7 separate regions of the Mus musculus genome follow, and all the other regions are linked to region 4. A link is a contact called in public HiChIP or PLAC-seq and promoter capture Hi-C data. All regions are on one chromosome and are shown on one strand. Each heading gives the region's core, a stretch centred on a gene start, on an enhancer-like site or on the middle of the called end of the contact. The rest is flanking DNA. Distances are from core to core; before and after follow the strand shown.

Region 1 (3,770 bases), core at 1,046-3,545, 1.2 Mb before region 4:
CTATTGAACCTGAGATGTTTTTATAACGGAATTAGTTAATTCTTGTTATGTGTGTGTGTGTTGCTACTTTGTGTATGTAGCAGTCAGAAGACAACTTTACAGAGTTGATTCTGTTTCTACCTTTATGTGGGTTCGGGGCACTGAACTTGGGTCATTAGGCTTAAGCAGCATGCACCTTTACCGCTGAGCAATCAATCTCACTGTACCCAATAAATAGATTGAAATAGGGTATCGGGCTCAAGGCTATAATCTCAGCTACTGGGAACACCGAGGCAGGTGCGTGGCAAGTTCAAGGCCAGTCTGGACAACACAGTTTTAAAAGGTGTGGGGACATAGCTCAGAGGCAGAGTATTTGAATTATTGTTTCCCCAATAGTAGCAAGCTCTCGGTTTCAATCAGACAAGCAAAGGGAAACAAAACTATTGGAACCACATAGAAAAGTAAAGGATGGTAAGGAGTCCCCTTGACTTCATGCTTTCTGTTTCTCTCAACAATCTTGACAATTATATAGCTTGCACATTTTCTAAGAGACATATGGGGGCCAAAAGGCATGCACACAAGTGTGTATAGGACCCTCTCAAGGACTGGAAGGAAGGCCCACCAGGACACAGTAGCTGGCCAACCTCACGCACATTCCTGGCTTTCACGCACAGAATTACTTTCTGTTTCCATCTAGTAATGTGGCTGATGACAGTGCAGAGTGACCTCATTGCTTTTAGAGGTGCTCTACAGTAACTGCTTCCCAGTGAGGGATCTTTTCTTAGCTCCCAGTGTCCTGTTATATACCATGCTCCAACAAGTAGCCTACCAAGATGGAATTTAAATGTGGTGTAAGTATCACCCAGGATACCCCTTGGAAAACAATATATACATATAAAATTAAGATCAGTGTTACTAAATTTCCTTCCAGAATGCACAGGCCTGAAATCCAGCAGTGGGGAACCAAATGGGGGTGATGGGTTGGACTGGGGCAGGGGGATCACCAGGAGTCAACATCAACTTGGGATTCAAAGTGACAAAAATAAAAGTAAACACCCTTTCAGAGATGTGCAGTTTTTGTTCCCACCAACAATGTGTTTGAGGGTGTTTCTCAAGCCTGGACTAATTTGATAGATCTTTTATCAGCTGCCAGATGAGAAACAAATCTCACCGATTTGACTTTTTGTTTAATTCGAGATTGGATATTAAGCTTTCAACATTTTAAATCAACTTTCTTTCTGTAGCCAGTTTGTGAACAGGCAGAGATCCTACTAGATAGGGAGGAAGCCAAGTGTAATGTGTGTAATTCTTTGCTCTGAAGCAATGTGAGGCAGAGACATTTAGTGACATCACCAGCGACTTTCAGGATAGTCTTATCTGGAGAGACTTACAGAATGCTTTGGATCTGCACCTTCTCGCTGTCACGAAGAGCTATGCCCTGGTAGTAGGATACACATAGTTAGGGAACCTCAGTGGAATAGCCGATGTAGGATGGGTGGGTATTTACTTATTTATTTTAAAGACAGCATCTCATGTAGCTAAGCCAAGGCTAATTTTGAGCTCCTGTACCTGTTTCCACCTCCTCATTCCATGGGTTATTTATTTATTTACTTTTTTTTTTTTAAGAAGATGATAGACATGAGAGTATACGTCACGAACACGCTCTATTTGCATATTATTAAGCCCCCCCCCCCATTATTTTATTTTGAAGAATCCACAAGCAAGGGCAGAACATGAATCCTCAAATCAGGCTACCGAATGTTCGAGAAGGGCCTTGAGTCATAGGACGGCATTGTAAAGATGGAGAAAAATAGACATCCTTATCTGGTTGTGTGGGGGAGGGGGTAGAATTCCTACAGTCTACCCTTGCAACATATAGGGAAACATACCTCTTCCTTCTCCAGGCCTCGATGGAGTCTAGTATCTTTTACAGAGCTTTGCATGTTTAAAAAAAGTGAGAAGTAAGAATCTAAGAGAAGGCGACTCCTGAGTCCCACCCACCCCTTTCCGATCTATGGGGAGGTCGCGCTGTGCACCGCTTTTTTGTGCGGGCTTCCCAGGACCTGATCCTGGGCAGTTGGGGATTACATCCCCGAGGGGCCATGGCGGGTCGGGAGGCGTGCGTGGGGACCCGGGGCCTCCCTGGTTCCCACTCCTGCGTCCCCGCCCTCGCGGCATCCCCCTCCCCGGCGCTGCGGCTGGCGCGCGCCCCGCCTGACGCTGCAGCTGGGCCGGCGACTCGCCATTGGATTAAAAATAGCAGCTCCCGCCCGCCGGCCGGCCGGGGCAGAGGCCGAGCCTCCCGAGCCTAAACTGATCCTCAGCCCGCGCGACCGCCGCGTCCAGGTCCTGTTCTCCCGCTGCGCCGCGCTCCTCCCCAGGCCCGCTGCGCTCCGCGGTCATGCAGCGCCGGGGCGCCCTGTTCAGCGTGCCGGGCGGCGGCGGGAAGATGGCTGCAGGGGACCTGGGCGAGCTGCTGGTGCCTCATATGCCCACGATCCGCGTGCCCAGGTCGGGGGACCGCGTCTACAAGAACGAGTGCGCCTTCTCCTACGACTCCCCGGTAAGGAAGATCCACGGCGCAGTTGCGCAGCCAGCCTGGGAAACGGGGTGGCGCACAGGGCAGGGGACCCGATGAGCTGCGGGCCCGGGACTTTTTCCTCCTCCTGCTGCCTCTCCTCCAGCTTTGGCTCCCTGGCACCAAGTGAGCGCCTCCAGGCTGCTGCGGACGAAGACTGGGTTCCCTGGGCCCTTCGCTCCGCTAGCCTGTGGCTAGGATGCCAGGGCCCCAGTCGTCAGTATTCTGCCCAAAGCCCCAGTATCGAGAAAGGCAAGCAAGAGTTAGTCCAGGGTTCTGAGCTGTTCTCGCGGGCGACAGAGGGTGGGGACGTGGTAGGTGAGAGTCCCCTAGCCCGCGGCACGCTCAGTCTCTCTCTCTCTCTCTCTCTCTCTCTCTCTCTCTCTCTCTCTCTCTCTCTCTCTCCTTTCTCTCCCTCTCCTAGAAGCCTTTTTTTTTTTTTTTTTTTTTTTTTTTTGCCCAGGGTTTCCCACTGCGGGACAATGCTGATGGACTCTGAGCTCGCCTCTCTCTCCATTTCCCATCCCATTCCTTTCTGGCTATTGTCAGGTCCGGTGGTCCCATTAGGGCAGCAGAAATAAGGGGTCTGCCGCTGGCTTATTATGGCTCCCTAAAGCCTTACTCAAATCTTTCCCTTCTAAGTGAGTCACTGGGCTGACGTGCGCTATGTGAATTATTAAAAGTTCACTCCTGATTCGTGACCCCGCAGGAGGAGGGGAAGTTAAGAGACATCCTGGCCTTCCACCAGGGAGGCTGGGGGAGGTTTCCAACCCGGTGGGTTGTGAGGTTGTGGAAGCTTGCGAGGCAGAGGCAGGGTGAAATGCCCCCTACAGTAGTCAAAATGGGCTTCAAAGTGACTCAGCTGTCTGGCGGCTATCTGCCTTTTTGAGGACCAGGTTATTTTTATCCTTCCACTTTGGATCTCATATGTCACCCAGCAGATCTTGGGGCATCGTGAGGTGCATGGGTTGGAGGGAGAGACAGGTTTCACAGAGGTTGTACAACATATATAGTTATTAGGGGCTTCGACCCTAAAAGAGAGGCAAAACCTCAGAAGTTTCTTTTCTTTTGTTTCTTTTTCCTTTTCTTGTCTGGGGTTGGTTGGCTTGGGATGGTTAGTGAAGCTTGTTTTGTTTGGTATTTCATTGTGGTTCTGGCGTTATCCTCTTCTCTGGGATTGTTTAGTTTTTCTCTTATGCTATTCCGGTTGATC
Region 2 (4,216 bases), core at 1,144-3,643, 1.5 Mb before region 4:
TTCTTTGTGTGTGTGTGTGTGTGTGTTACCTTAAACTTTATAGTCCATCATTAAGAGATGCCAAGGCAGGAACTGAAGCAGAGTTCAGTAAAAATACTGTTTACTAGTTTATTCTCCATGCCTCACTCAGCTTGCTGTCTTATACAACCAAGGAGCACCTGCCCAGGGGTGACACCTTCCAAAGTGGGCTGGGATCTCACACATTAATCAACACAATGCCCTACAGACTTGCCCAGAGGCCAATTATTTGAAGACAGTTCCTCAATTGGGTGTTCCCTCTTCCCTGATGACTCCAGTTTATGTCAGTTGTCACTGGGATTGGACTCTGGACTTTGTGCACACTAAACACACTGTCACTGAGTTATTCGCCAGCCCCTAGGTACTGACCTGTCTTTGCTGTGCTTTGCATAGTATGTGCACACGTGTGAGTACATTAGCCGCTAGAGATCAACAGTGAGCAACGTTCACTATCAGTCTCCACCTTATTTTGGAAACAGTCTTTCTTTTTTGTTTTTTGTTTGTCAAGACAGGGTTTCTCTGTGTAGCACTGGCTGTCCTGGAATTCACTCTGTAGACCAGGCTGGCCTCGAACTCAGAAATCCTCCTGCCTCTGCCTCCCAAGTGCTGGGTTCAAAGGTGTGTGCCACCATGCCTGGCAAGTCTTTCAAAGAACTCAGCTCACTGATTTGCTAGCCTGGCCAGCCAGCTCCAGAGATTTCCCCACCCCCAGCATTATTGTTTTCCCCATGAGTGGCTAGAGATCTGGATCCAGGTCTTTATGCCATCACAGCAAGAACTTTACTGCTTGAGCCTTCTCCCCAGTCTCTTAAGTACTGATCCTTATTGGCTATATACCCTGGAAATAGGCAGTTCAAGGCCAGCCTGGTCTATGGAGTGAGTTCCAGGGCTACACAGAGAAACCCTGTCTCAAAAAGAAAAAAATCATTTTAAAAAATCTGGCCTGGGAGGCAAAGGCATTGGATCTCTGTGAGTCCAAGGCTAACTTGTTCTACATAGTGAGTTCCAGGACCCAGGACTGTCTATATAAAATGACACTGTCTCCAAAAAACAACCCAAAACAAAAATCTTCAAATTTAGGCAGAGTGAGAGCACAGATCTGAATTCTAGCACTTGGGAGGCTGTGACAGCGGGTTTGTGAGTTCTTTTTGTTGTTGTTTTGTTTTGTTTTGTTTTTTGTTGTTGTTTGTTTGTTTGTTTGTTTTTTTTGGAGACAGGGTTTCTCTGTATAGCTCTGGTTGTCTTGGAACTCACTTTGTAGATCAGGCTGGCCTCAAACTCAGAAATCTGCCTGTCTCTGCCTCTCGAGTGCTGGGATTAAAGGTGTGTGCCACCACGCCCAGCTCATGCTTGTTTTTTTAACTCATCCATTTTAGCACTGTCCTTCCTATGTGTCTTGGACAGTTTTTCTCCAGATATTCCCAGTAACAGTCCTGAAATGACCTGAGAAATGACATCCTTTCAGAAAACACATACCTCTTTGGCTCCACCTTGCTCATTTTTCTTCACTCTATCCTCTTGTCCTGATCTCCCCCCCCCCCCATAATAGCAGTCATAGTCTGAAATGATCTCATTCACTGTATTTATCCAACTTTTTTATCCAACTTTTATTTTTATTTATCCAACTTTTGCAGGTGCCCATCAATGTTTTAAGCACTTTACACCCTAACCCATTTACTTTCCCACAATTCATGAAGTAGGCATTTTTAGTATTTTATAGATGAGGTAGCTGCCATTCATATGGATAAAGGGGCTTCCCTGGCAAAAGCATCTCATTTGCTAACTCTGTAAAGAACCTCTCAGGACACATGCTGTGAAACCTCTCTTGGAAGGTGGAACATGTAGAGTCCTTGGGCTTCACCCTCGATCAATCAATCAATGGTTTAACAAGATTCCCAGGTGATTCCTAACAAAGTTTAAATCATGAACAATTAATTTTCTTGAGTAATACCTCTTACAGTAAGTAGACACACACAGCTCACTCCAGTAACCCCAGAAAACCAATCAAGACCAGAGCAATTGGAAAAGTCAAAGTTTTGACGACCCCCCCCCCCCCCCCCGCATGATAAACATCTATGTGGTTTTGGGGTACTTCTCCCCCTACACCCTCAGATAACCATGGACATCTTTTCACACTTGGCGCCTTTGAGCTTTGAAAACTCTGAAGGGAAAAACCAAGGGGAGGAGTTGGAAGGTGGAACAGAAAACAGCCCAGTGGTTAATAAGAACTCCTGCCCAAAACAAACCTCGCCTTCAGCCCTGAAGGAAAATGGCGCCCGCAATATATGCAGTTCTGGTCTCGAAGCGTCAGCCAATAGGAGATCCGAAGCGCCGGAAGTAGCCGCCCCTAGCCCCTCCTCTGGGCACCTCCCCTCTTTCGGGAGGATGAGACAGCCAGGGGGCTGTGGCGGAGCTGTGGTTGCTGGGTGACAGTGGGGAGCAGGGACGGAGTGAGTGTCCGCTGGCGGGTGGCGACGTCCGGGGTGACCTTCGAGCTCCGGACCGGCGCAGCGCGAGCGCCCTGACGGGCCGGGGCGGCGGGCCGGGCAAGGGCGACGGGCGGCCAGCCTGAGGGAAGGCCCTGTCCAGGTAGGAATCCACCCGGCTGGGCAGGCTCTCGGCCCACGCGGCTTCCTCTCCCCACGCACCTCCTCCGCGCCGTCAGTTCAGGATTCCGGAGGGAGCCACCCTCCTGGTGGCCACGGCGCTTCTTTTCACGCACACCAGCGTTAGCGTGTGCTTGTCTTTGGTGGCTTTTCATAGGAGCTTCCAGGTAGAACGTCTTTTACTTTAAATTCAACATTCCTTTAAGTTTGGGGACTTTGGCTTGAAGCCTTCCTTCATGCCTTCTTTAAGTCTTGACTCCGTAATTGTGACGAAAGCTGCTACCTTCTTGGTGTCTGTACTGCATTAAGACTTGGGCATTCTTTTATTTTCTTCGCTAACTGGGAAACTTAGTTTAGCTAAACTAGTTTCATCTTCACTCGAGGAAAATAAATTAGGGATTACAACCAAGATTTTTGTTACTAGCTTTTACCGATTTTACATTTATTTACATATCTACTCTTCCAGGATTGAAGATTGAGCCCCTCCCAGGTCTCCCATGCTAGGCAAATGCCATTGTATCCCTAAACCGGTTTCTAAACTGAGTGTCACTGAGAGACCCAGGCAAGCCTTGATCTCACTCTGTTGCCTCTTGTAGACTTGAATTTTCAGCTTTTCCTGTGTGACACTCCTGAGTAACTGAATTACAGGTAACATGACAGGAGGCAAATTTCTCTTTTTTTAATGGGAGATCACTCGAGAGTAATCTTTGGTTTCTGACTAACATGGTTTCTGTAAATAAATAAATAATACTAAAAAGTATTTTATCTATTTGGCCAGGTTAATTTTTTGCTATTAGGAAATTGAGGCATGAACTAGCAGGTATCAGACTAAGCATGATTTTAAATGTTTGCTCTGTTTTTAGATTTTTTAATGTGTATGTTTTTCTTCCATATACGGATGCATGTTTCACCACAGTTTCTGCGCAGTGCCCTTGAGGTCAGAATAGGGCATAAGATCCCCTGGAACTGGAGTTACAGGTGGTTGTGAGCTACCAATTTAAGTCCTTCTGAAGAGCAACAAGTGTTTTAAAGCACTGAGACATCTGCCTAGCCCTGGAGGCATGCACATTTCATTTCTTCTTTCTTCTTCTTCTTCTTCTTCTTCTTCTTCTTCTTCTTCTTCTTCTTCTTCTTCTTCTTCTTCTTCTTTTGTTTTTGTTTTTGTTTTTTATTTGTTTGATTTTGAGACAGGGTTTCCCTGTGTGTCCCTGACTGTCCTGGAACTTGCTCTGTAGACCAGGCTGGTCTTGAACTCACAGACATCCAGCTGTCTTTGAGTGCTGGGACTATGCGCCACCACTGCCCTGTTTTCATATGGTTTTTAAAATTATATTTAACTTATATGTGGAAGCGGTAGACTTTCACAGTTGGTGTTTGGAGGCAGAGAACAACTTGCTGGAGTTGGTTCTCTCCTTCAACCACTTGGTTTCTGGAGGATTGAACTTAGTCTCCTCCACCTGAACTGTTTTGAGAGATTTTGAGTTTTTCGTTTTGAACAAGGTTTACCAAGGCTGGCCTGCTTCAGCCTCCTCCTGGCTGGGATCACAGGTGTGTAACACCACACCTTTATCATTCAGCTTTTTTTTTTTTTT
Region 3 (3,863 bases), core at 1,132-3,631, 1.5 Mb before region 4:
TTTGGCTTACACTTCCATGTAGCTGTTCATCACCAAAGGAAGTCAGGACTGGAACTCAAGCAGGTCAGGAAGCAGGAGCTGATGCATAGGCCATGGAGGGATGTTCCTTACTGGCTTGCCTCCCCTGGCTTGCTTAGCCTGCTCTCTTAAGAACCAAGACTACCAGCCCAGAGATGGTCCCACCCACAAGGGGCCTTTCCCCCTTGATCACTAATTGAGAAAATGCCTTACAGTTGGATCTCATGGAGGCATTTCCTCAACTGAAGCTCCTTTCTCTGTGATAACTCCAGCTGTGTCAAGTGGACACAAAACTAGCCAGTACAATTCTGTTCTACTATCTATTGTATAACACACATTTCTGTGATCAGGAAAAATTTAAGCTATGACACACCTGTATCAAAAACTTGGGAGGATGGTGGTTAAATATTCCTGTAAAATGTTATCCTAGGGCTTTCAAGATTTTACATAGCTGCACATCTTGCCAGGGAGGGGGAAAGGGGAGCCCTGAAAACAATGATGCATGCTGTCTAAATACCATGACATAGTCTCTCCCCCCTCCCCTTCTAGTGACGCAGGCAAGAGGAGAATTAAGTCAAACTCAAGGGCAAGCCTGAGAAACCCTATAACTGACAGTGATCGCATGGCTCCCCCTTGTGTCCTCTACTAGATTCACAGCGAGAAACCCGTAGCCGCCGGCAGCATCTTTATAAATTCAACAGTCTTCAATCAATCAGGCCCCAATTCCCTATTTTGTACCCGATGCTAAGTATACTAGGAATAAAGAAGGTCTGCGAACCCTCTCTTACTCCTTTTGGGTTACACTGGTGTGCCTGAATATTCATGTCTAAGAGGAGAATGCCTACAGATTATGAGGTCACCAAACTGAATCTCACAAAAAGGCGCTGTCTCTCCAAAGCGCACAGCTGGACTTCCCCAGGCGTGGTGATGGGGTTGGGGGAGGGTGTCAGTGACAACCGGCTGAATACCAGGTGATTGACAGCAAGAACAGGGCGCTGGGCTGGTGAGACACACGAACCGTGGCTGGGACTTTGCAAGTGACTTTGGATATAAGTTACCCCACTCGATTTAGCTATTCACGTACAATTAGTTGAACCTTAAGGGCTTTAGTTACAAAACCGAGAAACACTCACAAATTGTACTGAAACCTCTTTAACTCTCACCCAGATTAGGGGGTTGGGGTGGGGCAGCTCAGTGGATGAGAGCTAGGATTATATTTAAAAATGTTTTAAAATATATATATTTTATTTTTATCTGTATGAGTGTTTTGCCTGAATGTATGTCTGTGCACCACTTGTGTTCCTGGCGCCCATGGAAGCCAGAAGGCTTCAGGCGACCTAGAACTGGATTTACACGTGAGCTCAGACGTGAACCTCATTGTGGGTGTTGGGAATAAAACCTGAATCCCCTAGTGGAAGAGCCAGTTTTCTTAACAGCTGAGCCATCTCTCCAGCCCCTGGACTCCATTCTTAACACTGAAGGAGGAGCGAGAAAGAAAACACACAGCCGCACTCTGGACTGTTGCTTGTAACGCTGAGGGCTCACACCTCAGCACTCACCCTGCCAAGCACAGACAACCACCGAAATCTACTGTCAGCCCGAGGGATAATTCAAAAACAATGTTCACAGTTATTTATGCTCATCTAATTTAATCCTTTGCTTATTGACGGTCAAGGTACGAAAAGGATTTAAATGACAGAATGCAATCCTTTGTGATAACCTCGGTTCACTCCATCAGGTCTTCTTTTTAGGATTTATTTATTTTTGTATTTAGGTGGGGGGATGGGGAGGTGTGTATGCCTGCGGAGGCTTCACATCCCTTGCTGTTGAGTTACAGTAAAGGCGTTTGTGAACTATCATGTGCATGCTTTCTCTAGAAGAGAAATAAAACTCTCTTAACTGGGGGGAGCCATTTTTTCAGCTCTCCCTTCTCTAACTCCACCTCCAATCTCCCAAGACTTCAAGAACCCAGGGTGTGGTCTGAGGACCCATCTCGAGTCACATCGCGTTTTTTCTCGGCCCTGGACTTATCTAGCCCGGATGTTGGGATTTGAGGACAACCACCATGCGTGAAACACTAATGATCCTGAAGACCCTGAGGATCGATCACTGCGGCCTTCCAGGAAACCGATGAGTGGGACAGCGCTGACCTCAGGGGGGAAGGTGGCACGGCCCGGATGTGCCCGTAGGGGACGCTAGACAGCACTGCTAGTCTCTCCTTGTCCTGCTGTTAGGCCCCGCCCTTAGCATGAAGCCACGCCCCCTCCATGCTCAGGCCACGCCCTCATCCTTAGGGTTCCCGCCCCCCGTCCCCCATCTTTACTCTCGCGGCCCGCTGTGGCGCATGCGCGGGGTGACGGGGTGAGTGCTGCTGGGCCTGGCGGGCAGGGAAGGGCAGGGCCGGGGAGGGCGCGGGCGGCTGGGCAGGGCGCGGGCGGTGGCCCGGCAGCCCCCTCCGTCCCATCATCCGGGCGTGTCTCGCCGGAGCTGCGCTGCTACGTGAGGTGAGGGCCGGCCTCCGGGGCCTGCGTGCCAAGCGAGGGCCGCGGGGCGAGCGGGGCCTGCCCGGCCCGGTGCGTGTCGGCCGCTCGGGTGGACTCGGCGGCGGGGGGGCCTATGCCGGCCTGCAGGAGGCTGCTCCCGCGGGAGACGCTGGAGTCCAGCGGGGACCCGGCCCTGAGTCCTCACGGACAGAGGCTCCCAGGAGAGGCCAATCAGACCAGCGCTCTTCGAATTCCTGTAATCTGTGACAGGGACTTGTGTAGCCTAGGCTAGCCGGAAAGGCGTGTGCCACCACGCCGGGCTTCAATTAGAACGGGAAAATTCTCTTTCTGTTTGAAAATGTACGTGCTTATTGCGTGTATGCATGCGCACGTGTGCCATGGCGCAAGTGTAGAGGTCAGAGGACAACTTTCCAAGAGGCTGTTCTTCCCACCTTGCGGGTTCCAGGGAAGACACCCAGGTCGTCTGGCTTAGCTGTAAGCGCCTTCTGAGCCCTGGAAATATTTTTTGTTTGTTTGTTTTAATGGAGGTGAAAAAATAAAGTGTTATAAACGTCTTCAAAACGCAACGACCCAGTCTCAAAAAATTCGGTGCTGGGTGCTGGAGAGAACACCCAGTTGGAGTAGGTTCATGATTGCCTCCAGATCAGACACCATCTCGGACTACACATGCGCGCGAAAACAGCCTTTTAAAAATATGTCTTGGTGCGGGGCAGTGGTGGCGCACACCTTTAAACCCAGCACTTGGGAGGCAGAGGCAGACGGATTTCTGAGTTCAAGGCCAGCCTGATCTACAGAGTGAGTTCCAGGACAGCTGGGCTACACAGAGAAACTCTGTCTCGAAAAAAACAAACAAAAAAAGTGTCTAGGCATTGTGTGAAGACATCCGAGGTTTCATGAGAAACCTTTGAAAAGGTTTGTCTATGGGAAGCACTATTAAGTGTTGTGAAGGTTCCAGGTGCCAAGATGCCTCTGTGTGGGTGATGTGTTTGTTTTGTTTTTAGGACACAAGAGACTTTATGTGTAATCTTGCCTCAGCCTCCTGAGTGCTGGGATGTCAGCTGTGAGCCACTGAGCTCTGCTGTTGATGTGGAAGAGGGCAGTTGGGCCTTTTTAAAATGGGATTTTTTTTTCTGTCTTCAATGTTATCTCAAAAAGTGGAGAGCAAGCCAGTAGTGTTGTATGCCTTTAACAACAAATTGCCTAACCCCAAACATAAATATAAATTCAGAATTAGCACATCCCGTCTATTAATTTTTTTTTCAAACACTATGTACTTCTGGCTGGCCAGGAACTCACTGTGTAGACCAGACTGGTCAAGAACTCAGAGACATCCTCCGTCTC
Region 4 (3,780 bases), core at 959-3,458:
AAATTCTGCCATTCCTCTTGAGCCTGGCCCATATGGGTAAGCTTTGCCAAATTGTACCATGGGTCTGAGGCCTCACAGTCATTGGCAAGGTGTGTCAACAGTACACATCTGTTCACGAAGGTCTGTGCCCACACGTGAATCTGGTAGTCTTGGAGATCAGAAGAGGGTGTTGGCTATCCTGGAAATGGAGTTATATACAGTTATGAGTTGCCATGCAGCTGAGAATCAAGGACACATGCTGAGCCATCTCTCCTGCTCCAGCTTTTTGGTTTGAGACAGGGTCTATGTATCTCTAGTTGTCCTGATATATAGTAGTCCAGGCTGGCCCTGAATTCAGAGTTCCTCTTGCCTTTGTCTTCTGAGAACTCGAATTGATGGTGTTCACTACAACACCGGGCACCTACCCCAGAAGTGTTACTTTTAACAGCTAAAAGAGAATTTGACTCAGCTAACAGTGGAGTTTTTTGTTTGTTTGTTTTGAGACAGGGTCTCACATAGCTAGACTGACCTGGAACTTGTAGCTGAGGATAACCTTGGACTCCTGATCCTCTTGTATTCTCCACAAAATTACAGGCATGGGCCTTCAAATGAGAAATAAATAAAGGGCTAAAGAAGATAGTGCTGTGTGTAGCTCCGGGACCTTGTTTCAGTCCTCTGCATCTGACCCTCAAACATACTAATAAACCCATATCAGCAGTACAGTGCGGTTGCTTATGCAGTGTAATACTGTGACAAAAAATGGACACCTAGTCATACCTGCTGTACCATGAATCTTGAAAGAATATTCTAAATGAGAGAAGCCAATCACAGAAGCTCTCACATCACGATCCCACTCATATGTGAGATCGAGCTAGGCAAATCTCTACATAGAAAACACATGGGCAGTTTCCTAGAATCCAGGGAATTCAGGAGAATTGGGGAACAGCAACAAGCACAAGTGCTTTTTATTTTTACTTATTTATTGTTGTTTGTGATGAAAATGTTTTATACTGATCCTGGTGATAGACGCTGAACTGTACATTTTTAAAAGGGCTAATCTTGTATAAAGAAAATGTACTTTATACAAACCAGGTTGCTAGGGGCCAGGAGCTCACACCAGTAAAGCCAGCACTCTGGAGGCTAAGACAAGAGAATGGGAGGTAAATCGAAGGCCATCTTGGACTGCTTAGTGAGACTTGTCTCAGAGTAACAGGTAACCGTGGGGGAACTGAGCCTGTTAGCCCAACTGGCACCTGGAGGTGGGAGGCAGGGTGGTCAATTTGAGCTCCAAATAAAGGAAAGACAAATACATCATGCGTCGCTGAAAAGTTATGTAAAGATGCACATACAAATGAATTCTTTTAAGTACTATTTCCAAAAGCCTTGCTTTCAGAAGTTGGCATTAACTTATCAAACTAAGTATGAGTGCCACAAAGCTTCTAGAACTGGTGGCGTTTCTGGTAAAGTCACACAACACAAAACCCAATAGGTTCTTGGATCCTCTTTGCAAAACTTCCCACGTGTAACCTATCAGGGGTGGGAGGAATACACTTTCCCATTGTTTAAAATTTTTTAAAAGTAATGCCAGCACTCCGATGGCCAGAGGCAGAAGCAGTTCTGTGGGTTCAAGGCCACCCAGGGGTAGAGAACTGTGTCTCAAACAGGATCCCCCCACAAAATTAGCCTAGGTTTCCCGAGCCTTTAATAACGTATTAAGGTAACCGTGCTCGGTCGGTGACAGGTGAGTGAGCTGCCTTCGCGCGAGGCGAGGCCTGAGAACTGCGTGAGGCTCGGGGGAAGCCCCGAGTCCCGGGTTCGTCCTGGGAAAGGCTCTTCAAGGGGACGGCCCGAGGCTCCAGAGGGAAGGCTCCATGAGGGCAAACCTGAGAGTGTCGGCCGGCCATGCGCTCTGGCCGAGCCCGAGCGCCCGCCAGGCCGCGCTTCCTGACGGGAAGAGCCCGTAGGGAGCGTCGCCGGCCGCGCGGATCCTGGGGCGAGGGTGGCGCGCCGGGCGGGTCCGCCTCACTCATTGTGCGCGAGGCGGGCCGCGCGGGCGTGGGCGTGGGCGGACCGGCCTGCCGCTGGGTAGCCGCCCAAGGACCCGCGCAGAGCGGCGCCGCTAGCGGAGAGCCCGGGAGCGGGCCGGGAGCGTCCCGCCCTCCCGCCCGCCCGCCCCTCCCCCGCGACGCTCGCCCCTCCCCCCTCCTCCCCTCGCGTTGGAAAGTTTCTAGAATCTCTTCCCAGCAGCCTTTGCGGTTCCAACATGGCGGAGCTGACGGTGGAGGTTCGCGGCTCCAACGGGGCTTTCTACAAGGTACGGGCCGCGGGGCGGCCGGGGATGGGAGCTGGGCACTGGGAGCGGGGTCAAGGGGCGCCGGGGACCCCGGGGGCCGAGGAGAGGTGTCAGGTGGTGGCGGGGGAGGCAGCTGGGCCGTGCTGCTGGCCTCTGCCCTCGGCGCGGTTTAACGGTCTCGGGGCCCAGGCTCCGTTATGTTTGGAAACAAGGCGGCGGGTGCTGGCTTGCCTCCTGTCCCGGAGCGTCCTGGGTCGAGGCCTCCGGGACGCGGGCGGGCGGGCGGGCTGGAGCGGCGGGCTGTGGTGCGGGCGCGCCGCCGAGGCCTGGCGGGGTGGGGGGCGCGGACGGGCGGACTGAGGGACGGACTGAGGCGGGCAGCTCACTGCGACCCCGCGGCGGCGGCCGGGCCCGCCAGGCTCCTCTCCGCCCGCCCGCCCTCCCGCCCGCGGCATGAATGGCTGACTCCCCGGCCTACCCCGGCTTGTGCTGCCCCGGGGGCCCTGCGAACCCACGGCGCCCGCCCGCCCGCGTGGAAACCCGGACGGGCGGCGGGCCCTGGTGGCCGCGGCCTGGGGAGCGGGCGGCCCCTTCGCCCCTCGGCCCGGGAGAAATGCGAATTCCGAAGGAAGGGTTCAAAGGTGACCCGAGGCCAGGCGGCAGGTGGGAGGGACGCGTGTCTTCCCAGCCCCTGGGAAGGTGGGTTTTTTGTTTTTTGTTTTTGCTTTTTAAGTCCTCTTCCACGAGGTTCTTTTTGTTTCCTTTGAGAAGAGGCCATGCATTGCCGTGGAGGCTGGCCTCGGAGACAGAGGGAGGATTCTAGAGTGGAGGAATTTGTAAGGCGCTTGCTTCTATTGGAAAAGGGGGAGGGGGCACCAAGCAGAACACGAAGGCTGAACAGTTTTTCCATAGTAACGGCCCCTTCTCCTTATTTTTTTTTCTCCCCAAAGTGTGCGAGAATCTTAACAAATCAACACAAAACCTTCTCAGCTGTTGTCTGTCAGTCATTCTCCAAGCCAGCATCTCAGATGTTTGAGAGTCTTGGCTATTTTTATGAAGGCTCTCTTCTAGTACATGAGTATTGTATGTACTTAAAATGGTTTCTCACAGGTTTTCATTTCAATGGCTCCTTTATTCCAGAGGATTTTATTTGGTATTAACGATTTCCTAATTTTTCAGTGTTTTGCTTTTCCCTTTCTAGCTTGCTTATTAGCTGTATGGAGGTGATTTGTCACGTGGTAATAATATAGGCAGTAGCTCATTGACAAAGAATGATAAGTATACTTTTTTAAATTTTGTTTTGTAAATTTTGATTGTAAAATCTCTGGTGGCCAACTAAGTAGTAAGAGTGAGTGTTAAAGCCTTTAGTATCACCTATTAGTGTGTAACTGGCTTCGTTAGTGTTCCAGGTTTAAAACATGATGTCACATAAATGATTCAAGCAATATTTGAGTAGATACTTCTTACTGAAACCTAGTGGTTACCATCTCTGCAAGATTGTAGATAAG
Region 5 (4,318 bases), core at 847-3,346, 1.4 Mb before region 4:
GCTTAACACATAAAGGATATCAAAGAATTCCCACGTTATAAAGCAGGTTGTTGTTGGGAGACAGGGGCTTCCTTGTAGCCCAGGTTAGAACCCCTTTCAACAACACCCTCCTGCCTCATCTGCTGGAGCTGAAACTCCACAACACCTGGAGTTGCTTGCTACCCTGCTTCCATCCTCCCAAAGTGGTGGTAGTTGTTTCTCTGGAGCCCATGTCAAAATAGGGGTATTAGTTTGTAGGAGCCACCACCAGTTTAATGCCAATAGAGTAACTGTACCTCAGGAAAAGGGTCACTGACCCCAGGGATGCCAGGAACAGAATGGCTGATGGGTGGCTATACAGAGTAACACCAGTAAATGGCACCAATCACAGCAGAGAAACCAGCACAGGTTTCTGACATGTCAAGGAAATTTTATGTGTACATCAGTGATGGCTGAGGGTCCTTCCCAGGACCTAGGACTAACTGAATGTGTTCTGCAGGAAAAGCATGCACTCTGCGGACAGAGGGATCTTGTCCTGACTCCAACTTGAGTTAACAGTTACAAGGCCACAGTGAGTCATTTAACATCGCCTTGCCTGTGGAAGGTATAATGTGTCCTTTGAGGAGTGACCCAGAGATGACAGAACAGAATAGCTCACTGCCCCTGATGAGAGGACAGAGCTTCAGTAAACAATTCCTTTAATAAATCTGATTAAACTAGCCAGCAAGGCAAAGAAAGGAATAGCCAAACCACCAAACTTAAATAACACACCTGAAAGAAATCAGAGAATTCACTCACTCTCCGACAATATTTGGTGATGGGGAAAAAAAAAAAAAAAAAAAAAAAAGCCCAACTTAGATACCACTCTTAGTTTTGAAATTGTCCCAGGATCTATTTCAGGATCTATTTTTAAGGAGTAAAAACACACGCTGAAATGTTTATTCATAAAAGACCAGCAACTCAGAACTGCTTCCTGTGTATTGCTCATAGGCTTAAGGCATGCAGTTAAGCAAACCACAGCACGAAGAATCAGCGTCATGGTCTAATAACGTGTAGACAAGAGGTCTGGCAATATTTATTAAATGATATTTTTAAAGTTTCTATTTCGGTTTCAAATTCACCAGCAAACCCAAATGCAAAAGCAAAAGACTCCTTAAGTGCTCTTAATCAAAATATTAAAATATACAGTAAACTTTCAGAATCAGCAATGAATGCTGGCAAAGACCAGATATACAGTTTGGTCAGACCCCTGTAAAAGACAACCTCTCTCCCTCTCACATTAGCATGCCAGCCATCACATCCTGATAAGCTGAAATATATAAAAGGTCACCACCGTCCGAGTTCGCGATATTGAAAGGGACTAATAATTACAATTCTGTCTTAAGGCAACTCCCTAGTAGGGCGCGGGTCTACAGCAGGTTATAATACTCACCTTTTTTTGGGGGGGGGGTGGATGGGAAAGGAGTAGAGAAAACAAAATCACCCACCACTGTCAGCCTTCTCTCAACTTTGAAAACGCAGAAAGAGATGCGGGGAGAAGACGAGAAAAAATAACCGCTTTCTCTAGTTCTAAACTTGCAAATATCCAAAATCCGTTATCACCCACCTTAAAAATAACCAAGCTTTGGGGACATAGTATCAGTCCAAAAACAACAACCTGAGGCTCCAGCAGCCCGTGGAGAACTTGGTGGAGATGGCGGGAGGCTGTGTGTGTGTGTGTGTGTGTGTGTGTGTGTGTGTGTGTGTGTGTGTGTGTGTGTTGGGGGGGGGGGCATTCTCTGCAGCTACCGTCCTCTAGACTCCCGGGTGGACGCACCCTCCGGCCGTCCCGGGCCTCGCAGAGCGCAGGGGAGCCCGCGTCCACACGGAGCCCCGCGCCCGGCCGCCCGCGTCCACACGGAGCCCAGCGCCCGCCACCCGCGTCCACACGGAGCCCTGACGCCCGCCGCCTGCGCTCGCCACCTACCTGGAGCCCGGCCGCCACCACCGCGCTACTGCTGGGCGCCCGGCTGCGGGTCGCGAACCGCTAGCTGGCTCCACCACACAAGACGGCGACCACACCCAGAGCCCTGCACGCCGGACGGGGCGGGGACCCGGGCGCGGCGCGCTGGGCGGGGGCGGGGGCGGGGGCGCGCGAGGCCGGGGAGAGGGTCTGGGAACGCGCCGAGAGAGCGGCGCGCGTGGCTCGGGTCGGGGCTGGCGGGAGCGAGCGCGGTCGGGGCGGGGGGCGCTTGCAGGGGCTCGGGGAACCCAGAACGCGCTTGGCCTGGGTGGAGGCTGATTGGCGCATGCAGGGCCAGGGTGCGTGTGTGTTGGGGAGGGGGCTGGCGGGGGCGCGCGCGTGGCCTGGGCCAGGGTGCAGGGGGTGGGCGCTGGCAAGGCGTGCAGCTTCTGCGGCTTTGGGAAGCGGAAAGCGCATCCCCTGCAGTTTCGATTTATCAGTGTGCCCCTGGACGCGCCGTCTAAGCTGAGTGCCTGACTTCTTCACGCCTGGGCCTGGCCTAGGCTGCTCTGCTCTGGCGGGCTGCAGGGTTGAGCCAGGAGAGCCACAGATGCAGTCTGCAATTACTGGGCTCTAAAATCTGAAGTCAATCCAGCCAAGCAGCCGTCGGTGGATGCCCGAGGTTCACTGGGAACACGAAGCTAGTGATACTGCCCTCCTCCCCACCCCCAACACCAGAACGTGCTGTAAACATTCCTGAACAAACCTATGCTCGCACAGAGCCTGCCCTCTTGACTGTCAGCTCTCGGAAGTTACTCTGTGGTCACTGATGACTGGAAGGCCTTCTCCCAGCACCCTGCCAGGTCTCTGCTCTTTAAACACTAGTGCACCTCAGTGCATCTCAAGCGACTTTGTTCGCATTTCTCCGGCGTTTTATACTGAACATGTTATAAACTAAATGTCTCCCTCCAATTTGTTTCTTCTGCAGGGGCATTGCTCCTCTCCCCACCCCCATCTTTCTTCGGAGTTAATTCCACTTTGACAGACGGTTGCTATAGCATTCTCTTTCTGACGTCAAACAATTTAAAGAAACAGAGCTGGGTAAAAGAGGCTTGCAGAGCTGTAGAAGGGTTTAAAGAATATCAGGAGAGCTTGGCACCCCCGCGGCCTTCCATTCTTCCTTATCAGCTGCTCCATATCAACCTGGAATAAAAGCCACTCATACCTACCGGCAAGGAGGCCAAACAGCAGTCTGAATGTGACTGGGGAGAAGATCTGCTCTGTGTAAAAGCCACCCCACCACAGATGTGAAAACACCAAGATACCAGGATGATGAAGTGGTTTCTCCCCAAAGTTTTGCTTTCCCTAATTAAATACTAGAAGAAAATGAAGAAGTACCAGACTTACACGTCAAAGAGTCAGGATGGTAGGTTGCAGCCGGAGTGGTCTAATTTTTGATGGCATCTTTCAGTAATAAGTCCTAAACTAGAAGGTTGGAGACAAGGGGAAGCCGGTACTTAGGGAGGACATGCATTTCTAAGGCTCCCTGCCTCAGCCTGCCTCTGTCATTTATCCCCATTTCACAGACTAGCAAACTGAGGCCCACTAGGATTCTGCTTGTTTCATGAAGTCACATAACATGGCACCTGACTAGACCAACTCAGATACTTATTTTCCTTTGTTGTGATTTCCTCCCTCATAATCCTGTGCACAAGCATGTCCCATATGGCAGGATTCTGAGAAATACTCTACTGTCAACTGTATATTGAAAGACAAGCACCTGGGGAAACTTAGTGGAAAGCCCTGGGGTACTGAATCTATTCTGGAGATGATCGGGGAAGCAGACATCCATAGCTCCAAAACATGAACTGCAGAGCCCGAAAAGATTGATGGTCTTTGATGATCTGTGAAAATTTGATGCGGACAGAAATCCTGGCTGAATAGTCCAAATACTTAAAAGAAGTAAAAAGTATTCATCACCCAAAAAAACCCACTTCATATTATATCATATTGTATTTGTTTTGTTGCCTGTCTCTTAGTTTTCTAAAAAGAACCCCTACTTTTAAAGAACAAGCCTGTGTACTGTGTGTTGGAAAGCAGAGTCAGTGAGATTTTCATTGCTCAGAGCAGCATCCCAAGAGTAACAAAGTGTGTGGATGGACTCTCACAGCTCCTGGTGTTTCCAAGAATAAGGAGATCTGTGGAGGATGGGGGTAAAGAAAAGAGAGGAGAGAGGGGAAGGGAGGAGGGAGGAAGGGAGGGAGGGAGGGAGAGAGAGAGAGAGAGAGAGAGAGAGAGAGAGAGAGAGAGAGAGAGAGGACTGGGAATTTGGTGGAGAGAAACTCGCCAAGGAGATACACAGGAACACACAGAGACACATGTACACACAAGTATACA
Region 6 (3,775 bases), core at 555-3,054, 1.3 Mb before region 4:
TTTCCCTTAAATAGAATATGTGTGTGTGAGTGTGTGTGTGTGTGTGTGTGTGTGTGCATTAACAAATAAAAACTGAAATAATTTCTTGTATCTTATCAGGTAATAATGAAATAAATTAGAAATATGGAGATTGAACAGTATACTTTTTGTTGTTTTCAGACAGGACCTTACTATGTCCCCCCTAGAATCCACTCTGTAGACCAGGCTGGTCTTGATCTCACAGAGATCTGCCCACTTCTGTCTCCCAAGAGTGGTGCTCCACTGTTCCTGGCAACAATACACTTTTCAATGATCAAAATGTGCCATTGAAGAAGTTAGGGAGTATGATGGTTTAAATATGTCTAGCCCAGGGAGTGGCACTATTTGGAGGTGTGGCCTTGTTGGAATAGGTGTGCCACTGTGGACTTGGCTTTAAAACCCTCATCCTAGCTGCCAGGAAGTCTGCCTTCTCCTAGGGGCCTTCAGATGAATATGCAGAACTCTCAGCTCCTCCTGCACCATGTCTGCCTGGACACTGCCATGCTACCACTTGGATGATAATGGACTGAACCTCTGAACCTGTAAGCCAACCCCAATTAAATGTTGTCTTTTATAAGACTTGCCTTGGTCATGGTATCTGTTCACAGCAATAAAACCCTAAACTAAGGCAAAAATATAACTACCAAAACAAGAAGGAATATTAAAAACTGTAAGGGAAATAGAACTAGTCACATATAAAAACAGGCCCATTAGAGCAATGTCTGACTTTTCAAGGGAGACTCTGTGTAGTACAACAAATTTAAGCTTATCCCTGTCTGACTTACAAATAACTGAGACTCAGACTATGGTTATTTTATTTGGCTTTGATAATTAACCCTTAATCTACTTTTCTAACTGCTGGCCTGACTACCTTCCCAGCAGCATTTCCCAAATACTTGCTCTTCCTCCTGGCTATGTGCTCATGGCACCTCTCCTCTCAGGGTGCCTTCTCTTCTCCCTATGGTCTCTCTCTGCCTCACTCCTCCACTCCCAACCAGGTAACTCAAAAGCCATCTACCTCTAGTCCCTCCAGTAATTGGCTGTAGCCAATTTTACATAACCAACAATTTTAAAATAAGGATCAAAGTTTGCATAACAAAAGCTTGTAAACATGAGAATTCACTCATTGGCCCAGGCTTTAAGTATAGAATTTAGCATTACAATACAATAGAGCAGACCTCAACCCTGTAAAATACAAAAGGGCCAGGAGTGGTGTTCTATAAGCTTTGAAACACTGCAGTTGCCAACCCAGACTACTATATCCAACAAAATCATCATTTACAATGGACCTGTACAGAACATGTCACATAAACACTAAAGAATATACTTTCTTCTCAGCAACTCATGGGACTTTTTGTGAATTTGACCACATATTAGGACACAAAGCAAATCTTAACAGATTTAAGGAAATTGGAATAACACCCTGCATCCTATTTGACCACCATGTACAGAACATGTCACACAAACACTAAAAAATATACTTTCTTCTCAGCAACTCATGGGGCTTTCTGTGAATTTGACCACATATTAGGACACAAAGCAAATCTTAACAGATTTAAGGAAATTGGAATAACACCCTGCATCCTATTTGACCACCATGGATTGAAGTGGGATATAAACAACAGAAAGCATACAAAATCGTGGAAACTGAGGAACTCACTACTGAACGAATTGGGTCACGAGGGAATTAACAACTTTTTAGAACTGAATGGAAACAAAAGCATACCACGCCCAAACCCTCAGGACACAATGAAAGCAGCACTGGGAGGCAAGTCATTACGATTACATACTGACCTTAAAAAAAAAAAGCCAGGTGGGGTGATGGTGCAGGTATGCCTTTAATTACAGTGCTTAGGAGACAGAGAGGCAGCTGGATCTCTGTGTGTTCCAGCCTAGTCTATATAGATAGTTCTAGGACAGCTAAGCTCTGTCTTGAAACAAAATAAAACACCTCCAAACCCCAAAATCCTAAACCAACAACAACAACTACAAAACAAACAAACCCAAACCAGCACCAGCACCACCCAAACCTGAAGAAACTTAACAACACACGTGAAAGGCCTAGGAAACCAAGAAGAAATAATGGCCGAAAAGAATAGGTGAGAAATAATAATCAAACTTGGGGCTGAAATTAATGAAAGAAATAGAAACAAAAAACAATACAAAGAATTAATGCATCGGAGAATTGATTCTTTGAGAAAGTAAAAAAAAAAAAATTGGCAAAGCTTTAGCCAAGTTTACCAAAGGATAGAGAGAAGATCCAGATTAATAAAATTACAGATGAAAGGGGAGACATTACAAAAGAATACCAAGAAAACTCAGAGAGGTATATGGATATACCTAAAAATAATCTGTATTCCACTAAATTGGAAAGCCTGAAAGAAATGGATGAATTTCTTTACATATACAACTTACCAAAATTAAGTGGGGATGAAATCAACACTATAAACAGACCTGTAATCTCCTATTGAAACAAAAGCATTAATTAAAAAGTTCCCAATCAAAAGAAAAGACAAGACCCAGGGCCCATGGATTCAGTATAGAATTCTTCCAGACCTTCAAAGAAGAATTAATACCAATACTCCTTAAATTATCCCACAAAATAGAAAGTGAAAAAATATTGCCTAAATCTTTTTATGAAGCCACAATTACTCTGTAAACCATACAGAGACCCAACAAAGAAAGAAAATTACAGATCAGTTTACCTTATGGACATAGATGCAAAAATTCTCAATAAACTGCAAACCTAATCAAAGAAAGATTATTCACCATGATCAAGTGGGCTTCATCTTAGAGATGCAGGGATGGTTCAACATATGAATATCAATAGATGAAATGAATCACACAAGCAGCCTGAACGGCAAAAACGCAGGATTATATCATTAGATTCAGAAAGGATGTTGATACAATGCAACATCCATTCTTGATAAAAAGTCCTGGAGGGATTAGGGATACAAGGGACATACTTTACCATAATAACGACAATTTTCAGCACGCCCATAGACAACATCAACCGGAATAGCAAGAAAAACAAGTATTTCCACTAAAATCAGGACTAAGATAAGAATGTCTGTTTTCTCTATACCTATTTACTATACTTTTTGAAGACTTAGCCAGAGCAATAAGACAACTGGAGGAGATTATGGGGATACAAATAGGAAAGGAAGAAAGTGTTTTTATTTACAAATGATCTGATTTTATGCATGAAAGAACCTAAGAATTCCAGTAGGAAACATCTATTGCTGATAAACACTTTCAATAAAGTAGCAGCCTACAGTAAAATAAACACACAAAAATCAGCTTTCTTATGTACAAGTGGCAAACAGATTGAGAAAGAAATCATGGAAACAGCACCTTTCACAATAGCTTCAAACAATGAAAAGGTCTTGGGGTAGCTCTAAGCAAATGAAAGAGTCATACAATAAAAACTTTAAGACAGTGAAGACATAAAAATTGGAGAAGATATATATATAAAAATCTATCACACTCATGGATCAACATAGGAGTTATACTGTGAAAAAAATTCAATTCTACCACAAGCAAGCTTCAGATTAGATGCAGTCCCCACCAAGAATTCTAACACAATTCTTCAGACAAATTGAAAAAGATAATTTTCAGCTTCATATGAAAACAGAGAAAAGCCTAGGAAAGCTAGAACAATACTGAACAATAAAAGAACTGCTAGAGGTATCACCATCCCCAGTCTCAAGTTGTATCACAGAGATAAAGTAATAGAAATGGCATGGTATTGGGACAC
Region 7 (3,966 bases), core at 997-3,496, 1.3 Mb before region 4:
GCACTTTTTACCTCCTGAGCCACCTTGCTGACCCCACAATTATATTTTAGAGTAACAGTTTTTAGGTGCTTCCTCCACTGTAGCAACTAAATTTATGAACAGATCAAAACCATTCTGAACGTCAATGTGGCAACATTCAAAAGGCTCAATGCTCTCTCCTTTAATCCCGGAGTTCTGTGTCTGGAAACTTTTACACAATAGACACAGACACAACAGGCAGGAGCTCACCGGTGAAGATATCTACAAAGGCATTAAATTTGGTATTAAAGAGTTACATTAGTTACATAAACATACCATGCTTTATAGCTGCATGAAAATCTTATGCATAATTATATATATATTTAGAAATTATGTTTCTAAGAGCACTTAATGAACTGATAAAATGATCTTAAAACACAATGTAAAATGTTTCACAAGTGCTGTCTTCCAAACCAAGAGTATTTGACTGGAGTTTATGTTTGTTTTCCTGTGTACTGAGGATTAAGCCCAGGGCCTCAGGCATGCTAGGTACTCTACCACTGAGCTATGTCCATGACTCCTGACTTGAAACTAATTATGAAGAAATAAACAAAGCAAAACAAAACAAAACAAAATCCTACCCCAAATTGCCAGTGTGATGACAAAGGAAAAAAGAAACACTGGACGAATGGCAACTATTGCACTAAATGATCCTTCACTGGATCCTGAAGCAAAGAATGGAACTGAATGGAGACAATGAAGCGGAAAGAAAAAAGGGAAGGGATTAGTAGAGCAAGTCCTATTTTTATTTTGGATTATATGCTAAATAATAACACTGTATTCCACAGTGTGACCACAGGGTCATACTTAGTAAGGCAATGTCCTTGGGTCTATGATTGAATTTTGACCTCTGTCCAACAGTGCAGAAAAAGAGCATAAATCCAGGGATCTTGAAAAATGTGACAACTGTCAATGACTGGCTACTATGGGTTAAGGGTATATTTTGACTATTACTCTAATAATGTTTCTGTTGTCCTGGGGAAATGATGGAAAATCAAGTGTATACCTGCAACATTAAAAAAGAAACGGCAATGTGTTCTATGAATGCATAACTGGTTTTACTGTCTTCAAAATATTTTGCCTCTTTTCTGAGTGATAGGTATTCATTTTTTACAAAACACACACACACACACACACACACACACATACTGAAATAATTTCATTAACAAATTTAAGGTTTATGTATCTGAATGTTTTCCCTGCATATATGTGCACCATGTGTGTGCCTGATACCGTCAGAGGTCAAGGAAGGCATCAGATCAAGATAATGGAAGACGAAATCATTTATTCAAGTTTGCCACCCTGATCAAATTACAACTCTGCAAGGTTTTAAAAAGCTAATTTGCAAAGTTAGTGTAATAATATAGAAGAGACTGCTTCCTTCAATTAATCTGCTCTCTACTATTTCTAAAACTCGGCTCCCTGTTGGCAAGTGTCAGTGAAGAGTAAGCTGTCATTCTCACACTCGCAGACGCAGCTTCTGTTGCCGTAGCTACGCTCATCACTTAACATCTGCCGGACAATCTGTGTACAAAGACGCCGAGGGAAGCCTTCCGTTCACAGCTCAGGACTCCTCGGAAACCTCCCTCCCAACCGACCCAGCCCCAGGACACTGCGAGTCCGAGGAAGCACCGAGCAGCGGATGCTCCCACCGCCCGCGGCGACAGAACGCAGGAGGACTAGTGCGCCAGGATAGGCGACTGCAAGGTCACGCTCTCTGCCTCCGCGGTGGCCTGTCTAGAGCTCTGTTGCATCCTGCAAGAAGCGCCCAAAGGCGGAGGCAGTCATTTCTTCTCTCACCACTTACCCCGAGTGAGCAGCGTCCTTGGGATTTACTAGGGAACAAGCTGCCTTCAGGAACGCTGAGGCTCTTCTACAAATACCCACTAGACTGGTCGCAGCCATGTTTCTAATGGAGACCCACAGTGTCGGTGTCCACGAGGTCACTTCCGCTGGCGGCGTGAGGCAAGTGAAGCAAACAGGAACAGGCTTTGCCCTTACTAAACATGGCCGCTCCCACGGCTCTCGCTTCAATCTCCCAAGTCTGCCATAGAGTTTACAGGGCTCTCTTTGGGCGCCCCACCTACAATGTCGTCACTTTTGTCCGCCAGCGCCTGCCTGTGAAGCTCGCAGGAACGGGCCGCTGCCCTCACTCAATATGGCCTCCTCTAGCGTTCGCCCTCACTGGTGGATTGTCCCTCCCGGCTCCCTTAGCCCTCCCCACTTCCTTCCGTGGCCGGTGTAGCCATGGCGGCCATGAGCCTGCTGCAGCGGGCTTCGGTCTCCGCGCTGACAGCGCTGTCTTGCCGCCGCGCTGGTCCTAGACTCGGAGTCGGAAGTTTTCTCACGCGGAGCTTTCCGAAGACTGTCGGTGGGTGGCGGCCTCGGAGACGCGGGTGAGAGGTGGGAGGGCTGTTTCCAGGTGACCTTGGGGACCTCCGAGGGAGAGAGCGGGGACAAAGTCGGCCTGGGGCTCTCGTGTGAAGAGCTGCTGCAGATCGGATGGCCTTGTTTAAGCTCAGCGTTTGCGAAGCGCCTTGCCACGCCATGCTGGGCGCTGCTCCCTCGCTGCCAGGCTAGGCAGGCATGGAGCTGCTGCCCGCGTCTCCAAGGGCAACTGCACACACTTCGTTGTTGAGACAGGGTCTCGGGGATCCGAGGCTGCACTTGTCCCGGCTCCCGAGGGCTGGGATTGCAGGCTTGCACTGCGTCGCTGGGCTCAGGGCAGAATCAGGGTGCGTGGCACCTGCAGCTGGTTCCAACCCGCAGATAGGAAGTTGCTGAGAAGCGCACTGAAGTGAAGGCTGTCATGGTGTTCCTAGGCACGAGTGTAAAAAGGCTCCAGGTGACAGGCCCGTTAGGCACGGTAATAACTGTGTCCGTGGACCTCACAACATCATAGAAGGCCACGAAAATATTTTATGTTTGTTTTTTTTTTTAAAAGACTAGTGCGAGTGAATGTGTAAAGTTGGGTTCAGCCCAGATTGTATCTGCTGTATGTTAATGCAGTCATGCTTTTCATATGACCTGCGGGTCGCGACCCCTTCATAGGGGTCACCTAAGACCGTAGGAAAACACAGATGTTCACATTGTGACCCATAACAGTAGCAAGATTACAGTTATGGAGTAGCAGTGAAAATAATTTTATAGTTGGAGGTCACAACACAAAGAACTGCATTAAAGGGTTGCAGCATTAGGAAGGTTGAGAACCACTGTTCTCTTAGAAAGGAGCCTAAGAGGGGTAAAGAGCTCAGGTCTCAGGACAGTCATAGAGAGGGCCTTGGTTAGAGATATACAATTTGCCTTGTCTAATATAGAGAAAGACACACACACAAATTGCCCTAAAGCCTATTATATTGAGGCAGTATGCATAGGGACCTTCTGGAACATGCTGGAAAGGATCAGTGCATTTAAAATACCCAGCAGGAATTTACACTGAAGGCAGACTCCATGTGCTGACACTTCTTGGTCATATCCTTTTGACATCACTTTTTTATTGTAAATATCCTCAGATACACAAGTAGAGATCCCTTGAACCCTTCCCCAGAAGTGCTGACTGTAGTCTAGCTGAGCTGAGCTGAGACTCCGTGGTCCCTCTCTTCCTGGACTATTTCTCACTCCTGCAGTTCCGAGAGAACCACGGGGAGCCGATGTCCTGTCCAGAGAGAACAGGGAGGGCCTACTCGAGGCTGTTCCAAGAGCGACTGTTTGACTGTCGCAGCTTTCACTGGCTTATGAGTCTGCCATTGCTCCCTGAAGGTTTTCCTCTCTTCCACCAGTTCCTTGGGCAGCCCAACAAGATGGCTAGGCCCCTCTCCCATCTTCTTTTTCTGGAGCTGGGCTGCCGAGATTCAAATCTTGGCTGCAGAATTTAAGAGCTCTATGACCTTGAGTCAACGCCTACTGGGAGCTAAAGTGGAAGGCACTTGGTCATGATCTTCATTTCCT

Evidence for each region. Promoter capture Hi-C pulls out the DNA fragments that hold promoters and counts their contacts. HiChIP or PLAC-seq counts read pairs in DNA pulled down with a chosen protein or histone mark. Capture Hi-C pulls out chosen DNA fragments and counts their contacts.
Region 1: a promoter capture Hi-C map of hippocampal neurons shows a contact between it and region 4, with 2.1 times the contacts expected there. The contact joins the promoter of Usp13 here to the promoter of Fxr1 in region 4. A contact is called at or near these places in 3 of 39 promoter capture datasets (cranial neural crest, embryonic stem cells and hippocampal neurons), 1 of 484 Hi-C or Micro-C datasets (uterus) and 1 of 115 datasets of contacts at active chromatin or transcription factors (extraembryonic endoderm stem cells).
Region 2: a contact with region 4 is called in an H3K27ac HiChIP or PLAC-seq map of microglia, with 8 times the contacts expected there. The contact joins the promoter of Mfn1 here to the promoter of Fxr1 in region 4. A contact is called at or near these places in 6 of 39 promoter capture datasets (cranial neural crest, erythroid cells, hippocampal neurons and 2 more), 2 of 484 Hi-C or Micro-C datasets (B cells and CD8 T cells), 2 of 115 datasets of contacts at active chromatin or transcription factors (embryonic stem cells and microglia) and 2 of 9 other capture datasets (adipose tissue and liver).
Region 3: a contact with region 4 is called in a promoter capture Hi-C map of liver, with 4 times the contacts expected there. The contact joins the promoter of Zfp639 here to the promoter of Fxr1 in region 4. A contact is called at or near these places in 6 of 39 promoter capture datasets (cranial neural crest, hematopoietic stem and progenitor cells, hippocampal neurons and 2 more), 1 of 484 Hi-C or Micro-C datasets (CD8 T cells), 2 of 115 datasets of contacts at active chromatin or transcription factors (astrocytes and microglia) and 2 of 9 other capture datasets (adipose tissue and liver).
Region 5: a promoter capture Hi-C map of pre-B cells shows a contact between it and region 4. The contact joins the promoter of Gnb4 here to the promoter of Fxr1 in region 4. A contact is called at or near these places in 3 of 39 promoter capture datasets (hippocampal neurons, liver and pre-B cells) and 1 of 9 other capture datasets (adipose tissue).
Region 6: an H3K27ac HiChIP or PLAC-seq map of embryonic stem cells shows a contact between it and region 4, with 2.5 times the contacts expected there. The contact joins the enhancer-like site here to the promoter of Fxr1 in region 4. A contact is called at or near these places in 5 of 39 promoter capture datasets (the C10 cell line, embryonic stem cells, hippocampal neurons and 2 more), 2 of 115 datasets of contacts at active chromatin or transcription factors (both in embryonic stem cells) and 2 of 9 other capture datasets (adipose tissue and liver).
Region 7: a contact with region 4 is called in a promoter capture Hi-C map of adipose tissue, with 7 times the contacts expected there. The contact joins the promoter of Ndufb5 here to the promoter of Fxr1 in region 4. A contact is called at or near these places in 9 of 39 promoter capture datasets (3T3-L1-derived adipocytes, the C10 cell line, embryonic stem cells and 5 more), 6 of 484 Hi-C or Micro-C datasets (CD4 T cells, CD8 T cells, muscle stem cells and 3 more), 2 of 115 datasets of contacts at active chromatin or transcription factors (astrocytes and embryonic stem cells) and 2 of 9 other capture datasets (adipose tissue and liver).

Annotation. Positions count from the first base shown.
Region 1 is chr3:32,815,331-32,819,100 of GRCm38.p6, forward strand. It overlaps Usp13 (ubiquitin specific peptidase 13 (isopeptidase T-3)), which reads left to right and starts at 2,296. Exons shown (of 21, transcript NM_001013024.2): 1 at 2,296-2,542. The coding sequence starts at 2,381.
Region 2 is chr3:32,527,089-32,531,304 of GRCm38.p6, forward strand. It overlaps Mfn1 (mitofusin 1), which reads left to right and starts at 2,394. Exons shown (of 18, transcript NM_024200.4): 1 at 2,394-2,607.
Region 3 is chr3:32,508,211-32,512,073 of GRCm38.p6, forward strand. Zfp639 (zinc finger protein 639) reads left to right here and starts at 2,382. Exons shown (of 7, transcript NM_144519.4): 1 at 2,382-2,522.
Region 4 is chr3:34,017,871-34,021,650 of GRCm38.p6, forward strand. Fxr1 (fragile X mental retardation gene 1, autosomal homolog) reads left to right here and starts at 2,209. Exons shown (of 17, transcript NM_001113188.1): 1 at 2,209-2,293. The coding sequence starts at 2,243.
Region 5 is chr3:32,614,494-32,618,811 of GRCm38.p6, forward strand. It overlaps Gnb4 (guanine nucleotide binding protein (G protein), beta 4), which reads right to left and starts at 2,097. Exons shown (of 10, transcript NM_013531.5): 1 at 1,946-2,097. It overlaps Gm52622 (a long non-coding RNA gene), which reads left to right and starts at 2,118. Exons shown (of 2, transcript XR_003954599.1): 1 at 2,118-2,784; 2 at 2,910-3,991.
Region 6 is chr3:32,757,632-32,761,406 of GRCm38.p6, forward strand. No RefSeq gene overlaps it. Among named protein-coding and RNA genes, the nearest start is that of Ndufb5, 22 kb to the left of the region's middle. Within about 2 kb of position 1,805, at least 6 of the 459 cell types and tissues checked have an H3K27ac peak or open chromatin away from gene starts, as enhancers often do. A contact at or near this core is called in embryonic stem cells, where this site is marked.
Region 7 is chr3:32,734,817-32,738,782 of GRCm38.p6, forward strand. It overlaps Ndufb5 (NADH:ubiquinone oxidoreductase subunit B5), which reads left to right and starts at 2,247. Exons shown (of 6, transcript NM_025316.2): 1 at 2,247-2,389. The coding sequence starts at 2,266. It overlaps Mrpl47 (mitochondrial ribosomal protein L47), which reads right to left and starts at 1,939. Exons shown (of 7, transcript NM_029017.2): 1 at 1,826-1,939. The coding sequence starts at 1,923.